Regions from separate parts of the Mus musculus genome. Here region 2 is linked to region 1. The links are chromatin contacts, called in public promoter capture Hi-C maps. All regions are on one chromosome and are shown on one strand. Each heading gives the region's core, a stretch centred on a gene start, on an enhancer-like site or on the middle of the called end of the contact. The rest is flanking DNA. Distances are from core to core; before and after follow the strand shown.

Region 1 (4,698 bases), core at 456-2,955:
TTAAGTGCTTAGAAGTCCACAAAGGTCACACTCTCTCGACTCTTCCTTTCCACCCCCTGCCCATTTTGAGAAAACTTAGCAACAGTAGCAATGTGGATAAACTACCTGCCTACTGCCACATGAGCGAGCGTGTGGAAGCAGAACTTCCTCCTTTTATCCTCAGAAACTGAACTTTCAAAACAAAAAACAAACAAACCAGAACCAAAACATACACAAAACTTGAAAAGCTGGAGGGGTGGCTCATTGCTTAAGAGCGCTAGCTCGTCTTCCAGAGGACCAGCACTGACATGGTAACTAGGTGCTAGGCATGCATTTGGTGCAATACATACATGCATCCAGGTGAAACACATAATACACAACGATTGAATTTTTAAAAGGGGAGAAAGGAAGTTAGGTTGTTGGTTTAATTTTCACACCTGGAGTACTAGGACTCAGAAGGCTTAAAGCAAGAAAACTACTTGGGGTGTATATTAAACTCAAGCCAAGCATAGCCACTTAGGGGAGTCCTGGCAACACAAGTAAACAAGCACGTCCACAAAACAAAACCCTAAGATATTAAAGGAGGCCTCAACAGTCAAAGCCTGACTAAACCTCAGGAGAGATCTTAAGTTAGACACCCAGGTAAGCCATATCTAGATTCCTGACCTACACACGCCATGGATAGTAACTGTTTCTTTATAACAGGCATTTATAGGCCGTACTTTAGGGTTTAAAATTAGCAAAATAGTTATGAGAAATATATCTTAGGGACCGATGTCATCCCTTTTCAAGAATACAGTCATAGCCTGTCTAATAAAAACAGCAGAACTGAGACAATTTTTAAAAATCTGAACAGCTTTGGCGTGCATAAAAAACAAGAAACTGAAGGATAATTACTGAAAAATAAATTTTCTCATTTATTGACAATTTCAAAGTTACATCACAAATATTTTTGCCCCCAGGTGCGAGGCAAAGGCTTATTAACACAGAACTTACTTTTTTCTTTCTTTCTTTCTTTCTTTCTTTCTTTCTTTCTTTCTTTTTTTTTTTTCCTTCTCCTGTTTATTTTGGGACAAGCGCTTACTAAATGGCCCAGACTAGCCCTGAACTGGCTCGACACATCCCAAGCCAACCTTGAATTTGCGATCCTCCTTCTCTGGACTCTCCAGTAGTTGGGACTACAGCATTGAGCCACCGGGCAGAGCTGCCCGAGGTAATAACCTGAGTCCAGAGACGGTCGACTTTCTCAAAACGGTCAAAGTTCTTTCACCTTCCCGTTCTATTTTGGGACTGGAAGGGCAGAGAGGACGCACCCCTCAGTCATGAGGCCAGCTGTCTCAGCGGAGGTTTGCAAAGCGGAAGCTCCACGACCCTCGGGCCGGGTGCCGCACCTCCAGACCTGGCGATGGGGGCGCCCCCGACGCCCTGCTTGATGGAGCGAGCAGGACCAGGACAGCGGGTTACCTCGCAAGCGCGGACTCCCCAGGCGCCACAGCGCCCACGGCTGCCCCAGGTCCTCGTCTGCTGACAGACGCGGAGTGGAGGGAGACGACGCCACAGTCGCGAGGACAGCGCCATGACTGACAGCTTCCCAGCGGGACTGACGACGCGCTGGAGGACCTGACAAAACGGGGCGGGGCGAAAGTCAGCTCCGGAACGGAGTTCCAGAGGTCGGCCAGCACCACCTCCTTCACGCCGGCCCGCAGCTTCCGGGCCTCGGTTTCCAGAGACCGGAAATAACTCCGGGTGGGAGAAATGGGTGGAGGGGAACCATCACGCATGCGCACAACAGGCTCAGGCGAGGGACGAGAGCCCTCCTCTGGCTGTCAGCGACTGTCCATTGTAGCTTTTGTGGTGGTTGTGGTTGTGGTTGTTGTTGTTTTGTTTTGTTTTGTTTTGTTTTGTAGTTTTTCTATAACGTCCTAAAGTCTTCAACAGTAAAGTGAATCCTGGCACTTATGGTACTTTTTGAAAATAAGTACTTGAATGAATTACATTATCTTACATAAGGAGGAGGGTGGAAAAACACATCCAGAGCCTGGAGGTGGTGGGAACTAAGAGAAAGAAACAAAGCCCCATGAGACTTAGTCAGGAAATACCAGAAAAAGAAGTCCTACCATAGCCAGAGCTCAGAGTGCTTCTCTAGCTTGCATGAAGTCCTGGACTCAGTTCTCAGCACTGCATTCGATTGGAGTGGTAGCCTATAATGAATGCCAGCGTTCGAGAGGTGGTCACATAAATCAGGAGTTCAAGGTCATCCTGAGCTATATAATGTGCTGAGTGCTAGCATGGAATCCCGGACACCCTGTCTCAAAAAAGAAAAAAAAAAAGTTGATTGTTTTAATCTCAGCGCTGTTGTATTGATTTAAAGATAGCCTGAACTACTCAGTGAATTCCAGTCTAGTCTGAACTACTGAGTGAGACTGTTAGACTCTGCATCTTAAGAATTCAGATAGATACCCCAGTTCTTTCCTGGGTAGGGACACATAAAAAATAAGACAGGTTATATCCGAGAGAGAGAGAGAGAAATCAGATTTTAATTTAACTTTTATTTGTTGTCTTAAATTACTTAAATACCCATTTACTAAAGGTGCTATGTGGTGCTGGGACCCTTCATGTCCTTTAACCGTTATGCTATTCATCGTTAGGTGTAGATAGGAACTGCAAGTTATAAATGAGGAAGATGTGCTTCAGTACGAGTTTGAATTCTCCAGAATCAAATCGCTCATGCCCGTGAGAAAAGGGATAGAACATGTGTTTGGAGCAAGCTTCCCAGGTGTAGAGACATGAGACATTGCTTTTGCTATTACATACATCATGTTCATTTCAGTGATGATGGAGAAATGTGCCTGTAAATATTTTTTTCAGGAAGTAACAGAATCTTGGGGTTCACAAACTTTGCACTAAACTTTGGCAAATCCAAAAGACACACTCTCTTTGCTTTGTTTTGAAGCAGGGCAGGAATTTCTGGAGTTGGTACTGGAGTGACAAGGGCACTTTCTTCACTCCCCCACCCCCCACATTCTAGTTCTTATTCAATACTTAGATCTATCTCAGTATCCTAAATTTGTCTGGCAATCTTACTTGGTTTTCAATAGTTAGGCATCATTACTTTAGAGACTGAATAAAGTTCTGTTGGTAGAGTGCTTGCCTTGTTTCAATGAGAAGATAAAACTGCCTTCTGTCCTTTTGTCTCTGTGCTGTTCTCTTAAGTAGCCTCTTTTCCCTTGCCCCCCTCTTTTGGTGAGAGTTGGGCAAATTCTATTCTGTCAAATCTTTCTCATTTTGTCTACCTCTCAATTAAACCTTACTTTCAAACATGGGTGCTTTCTTCTACAAACTAAATTTGCCTTCATTGTTTGGGATTAAAGGTATGTGTCACAGGTAGAGCCATACCACAACTAGAAACAGATTTTTTTTTTCAGGAAGTAACACAATCTTGGGGTTCACAATATGATCAAATATCTTACAACACCTTTGCACACTGAGGCTCTTGATATGATTTTATCTGATTATTGGCAAGATATGACGATTTTGTGTGCATGTTTTTGAACCCAGGACCTTGAAAGTATGAGCTATACTATCAAGCATGTAATGGGATCTGTTCAAGAAGAAGATTGAAAGAGCTGGTGATGTAGCATGTTGGGAGAGTGCTAGTATGTAAAAGGCCTTGGGTTTGATCCCTAACCCTGTTAGAAAAGTAAATAAAAGGAAGAGCCTGGCAAACAGACTATACTATCTGCTATCTTTCCCGAGTCTTGTGGTTCATTCCCTGACTCCTCTCCCCCTCCCCACATACCATATGTGTCTATCTCACTCAGGTCCACTGCCTTTTCTTACCCTACAATGGGCCAAAGGCTTCCTTACATGATATTTTCTCTGCCACTATTCCTTCATATTATACTATCAGATGCCATCTTCCTTTCCTCATATGAGTTCATATTTCTTACCTGGCTCATTTCAATTTATCTTTCCATTATCAGTGTGTCACTTCCTCAAAGAAACTTCTCCTTATTCCTCCTAAATATATTTCCATTTATTAATTCATAATTTGACTTTTGCAATGGTTTGGACTATATTTTGGAGGAACTAGTAACATATGCCTTCATTATGCTATAATCTCAATGACTGATTTTTTTCAATTATACTAGGGTTAAATTTTTTTATACTTTTTCCATTCATTCAATAAATGTGTATTGTGTATATGTAATGGTAGATCTCAAACCCTAGACAAATGGCTAACTGAGATGCCCATTTAACATATCAGAGCAGATGCTGGTAGCCAGGTTCTCAGCAACTACCTATTACAGGCCATCCTGGCTGGCATACCCTCCCCCCTACCCTACTATGCATCCTACTATGCTCTCCCTCATAGTTACAGTGGGCCTTCTCCACTCACACCTAGCAGCACCATGCCCCCTCCCTTTTTTAAATATAATATACCTTCTACCTTCTAGTAATCAGAAAAGTAGAAACACTTGTAAGATACTTAAGTATATGTACTGATAGATGGTGCAAAATGCCAGCTAGGAAGGTGAAGGAGAAAGGGCTACAGATGTATTTCTGTAAATGTTTGCAATTCTATTTTAATTTTCCCCCCTTTCAATGTCCAGTACTGAACACAGAGCCTTGTTTGTGCTAGGCATTTAGTACTTTATAACTGAACTATGACCTCAGCCAAACATTGCAATCCTAACCTGGATAATGGCCAGAGAAGGC
Region 2 (4,871 bases), core at 1,130-3,629, 450 kb before region 1:
AAAGGAAAAAGAAATTAGAAATGGTGAATCTATATGTAAGAACTTCAGATGCCAACCCCTTGACCCTTGACTTTTTTAAACTAAGATGCTATCAGTTAGCTAGTAAGAAACTCTATTTTTCTCAGAAAAGGAGAAATATGGAAATGTCTAGTGTTGCCCAAAAGCTGAGCAGGAAAAGTGCCTGAGTTTGTTTACTCATTCTGGTTTGTCTGCTGTGAGTTAACTTGCACTGGCCTGCCTCACTTAGTATCTCAGTTTTTAGTGTTTTTCTATTTTTTTGGTTCATATTCTCCATTTTCTTAGATCTACTTACTCTCACTTTTGCTTGTTTGTTTTTTCTCTTTTTTTGGATTTTGGAGGCAGGGTTTCTCTGTGTGGCCCTGGCTGTCCTGGAACTCACTCTGTAGACCAGACTGGCCTCGAACTCAAGAGTCTGTCTGCCTCTGCCTCCCAAGTGCTGGGATTAAAGGTGTGCACCACCACCGCCTGGCTCTCACTTTTGTTTTTAATTGTTCAGAATATAACCCAAAATAGATAAACTTCTTTTTAGAACTTTAAGAGTTAATCAGATGGTATCCAATGTTACTAAGTTACACTACATGGAAAACAAAACACCTTATAGAAAACACTAGAACACAAAATAGCCGAAGTGGCCAGCTTCACTAGAGCTGACAATTTAGGGATGAAACCTTAAAATACAGACAGAAATTGGCCTGGAGAGACATGAGTGCTTGCTGATTTTCCAGAGTTCAGATCCCAGCACCTACATCAGTTGGCTCCCAACCACATGTAGCTCTAACTCCAAGAGATGTGGCACTCTTCTGGCTTCAGAGGGTATCTGCACTCAGAAGCCCATTCTTCCAAGCAGAAATTTGTATAAAAATAGAACAAATCTTTTTCTCTAAGGACAGAAATACCTACTGGGAGTCACAGATAACAACAAGAATTCATGAAAGAAGGAGAGGAACTGGTTAGGAAGAAGGGATTCCATGGAAGTAGAGGAGAATGAAAAGGGGAGATGAGAAAATACATTAGATACATGCTTGGAATTATCAAAGAATAAAGAAAGAAATTTAATGAAAATAAAGAGAAAGAAATGCCAACTGGCTCACTTAATGTGTCAAGATTGTCTCTAGGGTCATAATAGTCTGACCAGGAGTAAAATGTTATGCTTTCTTAAGATGGAAGAATAATTTCTAAACTTCCAAGTATCTCATTATAATCACTGCAATCACTACTTATATTTTTGAGGCCGAAATGGCAAAATTCCTCCAAAACTATTTGCAGTGGGCAAATGGTGTTCAGCTGTGCCTGCCACAGTTGCTCAGAAAGCCAAGATGGGAGCATCCCTTGAACCTAGAGACCACAGACAACATGGGTGATGAAACAGCACCCTAAGGGAAAGCTGTAAATGTATGTGTTCCTCTACAGACTAATGCAGGGAAGCAGCTGCTGCTCTCGAGAGCAAGTTATTGTCAGCCTTTCAAAAGTTCTAAACAACAAAATGTGAACTAAAAAATTCTACATGAGCTGGGTGGTGGCGGCACATACCTTTAATCTCAACACTCAGGAGGGAGAGACATGCAGGTCTCTGTGAGTTTGAGGCCAGCATGGTCTACAGAGAGAGTTCCAGGACAGCCAGGACTACCCAGAGAAACCGGAGAAAAGAAAAGACAAGAAAGGCGAGGGGGAGGGAGTAGGGAGGGGAGGGGGAGAAGGAAGAGAGAAGAGAAGAGAAGAGAGGAGAGGAGGGGAGGGGAGGGGAGGGGAGGGGAGGGGAGGGGAGAGAAGAGAAGAGAAGAGAAGAGAAGAAGAGAGCTCTACATGAAATGAAGCTCAACAGGAGAGGTTAGTGAACATCAATTCCTTTGCATCACCTGTAAAACAATAAATCACATACCCCAGATGTGATGTGTTTCAGTTACATGGGCTTAATAGCTAAGACAGTCTGTGTTCTTATTTGTATAATTTACACATCTAGGTAAGTTAGAAATCAAAACAAGTTTAAAAACAAACAACACAGACATTGGTATAAACTCTGCCCTCACCTACCATCACTGGATCATTTGTCCATCACCCACGCTTCTGTGTATACTGACAAAATACATTATTGTAAAACTATAGTTGTATGTTCTGATTCTCCCTTTTTCACAGAAAAAGCATGCCATCAACACTGATCTGCACTGGCATGAATTTCTCCTCTAAAACATACCCTCCAGTCCTGTGTGGATTTGTCACAGTTTTTCCACCCCCCCCCCCACAGTGAATGCTTGGAGGTTTTAATGATTGTCAGTATATGTGCCTTTGTTGCTATACAGCTTTATCTGTTTTATAACTTCCAGAAACTGCTGACATAGTTTGTCATGGCTATTACTATACTGCCCTCTAGAGGGACCATACTTTACTCTCCAGTGATACCTGAGAGTCCGGTTTCCCAAGAGTCTCCCAGCCAGTAATGATAGATATTTCAAAAGTAAAGGTAAATTTTAATTTATAAGAGTAGTATTTGCAATATTGGTCCAATGGTTTAGTGCAAGGAACATGGGAATATAGTAAAAAATCCTTAAATGGAAAGAGGTAAGATGTAATCACGAATATATTTTACTCACCCGGTCCTTAATCTTTTCAGTCAGAAATGGTTTAATCATGGAGAAGACAGCATGGAAAATGACTGGCTCATTTATCAAATGGATCCCACGAACTTTCAGTGGAAAGGAATCCTTTCGAAAGGAAAGGATAATAAAAACCTTAATAACGCAACATAAATACAGCAGTTACATTGCTAAAGGCAAGTCTCTTGTGGAACACATTATAAAGTTCTGGTACGAGTCTGAAAGATGGCTCCATGGGCATCGTACTTGATGCACAAGCATGAAGACCTGAGTTCAGACCACAAGTAGCCATGCACAGCCATCATGTCTGTGTCTGTCCCCAGAGCAAAGGAACAAAGGAGCAGAGGCAGGCAGATCCCCACTCTACCCAGCCAAGTACGAATGGTGAGCTCTAGGTTCATTCAGTTCAAGGCCCTGTTTCAAAATATAAGATGGAGAACCATAAAAGACACCACACATTAACCTCTGTCCTCCAATGCATTTTGGTGAATACTCATGTGTGCGTATACTCAGCAGAATCTAAAGTGACTTAATTTTCAAAATGATTTATTCCATCAACACAAAAACCTGGTTTATATATCATCAGTGCACTCAGAAAAGATCTATAGAAAGCTTGTCCCCACTCCCCCTTAGATTAGGCTGAGTATTTTAAGAGCCTTTCAGAAAAACAAAATCCACTCTAGTCACACATAAAGTGTCTCCTAAGTAAACAATGACAATTGGGGACATATTGATCTAGTATATTTTTTTAAAAATATATATTTTTAGAGAAAAAAATTAAACATCCCTGAAAATTAAAAGAACATAACAACAGGCACACACTTTTTAAACATTGACATCGGTATATATCTTTATATCTTTAGTATCAAAGTCCTAAAAGGTTGAGACCTAAAAGAAAAATAGATTCATCAATAGTTTTCTTATCCAAAAGTTCAATCACTACTGTTAATGACACTGTTAGTGACACTACTGTTAATGACACTACTGTTAATGACACTGTTAATGACACTACTGGTAATCAAGACGTTTTCTTCCTCTTTCATGAAGAATTTCCCATCTTGCAATTTAGAAATGTATTATTAATTTCTTTTTACAGATTCTATGTATAATTTTATTTAAACTTAATTGCCAACACACTCTGCAATCCTCTTGTATCCTGCTCTCTCCTATTGTTGCAATATGATTTGTGGGGAGCATTGTGAGTTCTAACATTGTTGAGCTGGTCCATCAAATGATGTGGCATCATTTACGTGATCACTTCCCTTTCTCCGCACAAGCTGTATCTAATTTTCTTGTATTAGACACCATGCTGCAGGCACTGTAGAACAAGGGAGGTGACTGTAGAACAGCTTTTACCTTCAGCTGACCTAAACTTGGATCCTTCAATCATTTCTGACTCTAAACTGTTCGCCAACACCTAGGATTACCATTTGAAAGACAAATGGCAAACACTTTTGAAAGACTTAGGAAAGTAGCTAAGGCAAAGTAAGCTATTACCATTACAATGCACAAAGTTCAGACTCTATTCAGGATTACCCTTTGTCTAGGTCCCAGAGGTAAAATTACTATATTAATGGCTATTCTCCCCAACACCTGCCCCCCCACCCCCACTCCTAGGGTTTCTCTGTGTAGCCCTGGCTGTCCTGGAACTCACTTTGTAGACCAGGCTGGCCTGGAACTCAGAAATCCGCCTGCCTCTGCCTCCCGAGTGCTGGGATTAAAGGCATGCACCACCACCGCCTGGCTGATTATGACTATTTTTAAAGACTCTGAGATTTGGAAAGATGGCTCAGTCAGTCATTTGCTTGCTTTGCAAACACTTGTACTTGGGATTGATCCTCAAATTCATTAGGTGGAGGGAGTTAAGCAGGTTGGTATATGCTTATAATCCTAGCACTGGGGTGGTGAAGACAGGCTGCTAGGATTCATTGGGGCCAGCAGAGCTTAACCAGTGAAGGCCAATGACAGATTGTGTCTCAAAATAGAGCAAATGGTACTTCAGGAATGGCCCCTAAGGTTGTCCTCTGCCTTCCATACATACATTTACACATGTGTAGCTACACACACAAGAACAAAGTTACATACAAAGACTAGACTTCTGAAGAAAAGAATATCAATTTATAGCTGGCAAGACATGTGACATCTTATTGTATAATTTTATTTATGAATATTTTTGAGTCAGTTTTAGTGTTACTGTTGTTATCTTATGTAGCGACTGGCTTCCTGATCTTCCTGCTTGCTCAAGACAAAGCCTGAGAT

What was found. Promoter capture Hi-C pulls out the DNA fragments that hold promoters and counts their contacts.
Region 2: a contact with region 1 is called in a promoter capture Hi-C map of embryonic stem cells, with 6 read pairs. The contact joins the enhancer-like site here to the promoter of Rmdn1 in region 1. A contact is called at or near these places in 1 of 39 promoter capture datasets (embryonic stem cells), 25 of 484 Hi-C or Micro-C datasets (CD4 T cells, CD8 T cells, the HL-1 cell line and 15 more), 13 of 115 datasets of contacts at active chromatin or transcription factors (bone marrow-derived macrophages, embryonic stem cells, regulatory T cells and 2 more) and 2 of 9 other capture datasets (embryonic stem cells and macrophages).

What each region holds. Positions count from the first base shown.
Region 1 is chr4:19,572,073-19,576,770 of GRCm38.p6, reverse strand. Rmdn1 (regulator of microtubule dynamics 1) reads right to left here and starts at 1,705. Exons shown (of 10, transcript NM_025476.6): 1 at 1,444-1,705. The coding sequence starts at 1,557.
Region 2 is chr4:20,021,634-20,026,504 of GRCm38.p6, reverse strand. It overlaps Ttpa (tocopherol (alpha) transfer protein), which reads right to left. Exons shown (of 5, transcript NM_015767.4): 4 at 2,610-2,720. Among named protein-coding and RNA genes, the nearest start is that of Ttpa, 16 kb to the right of the region's middle. Within about 2 kb of position 2,379, at least 1 of the 459 cell types and tissues checked has an H3K27ac peak or open chromatin away from gene starts, as enhancers often do. A contact at or near this core is called in embryonic stem cells, where this site is marked.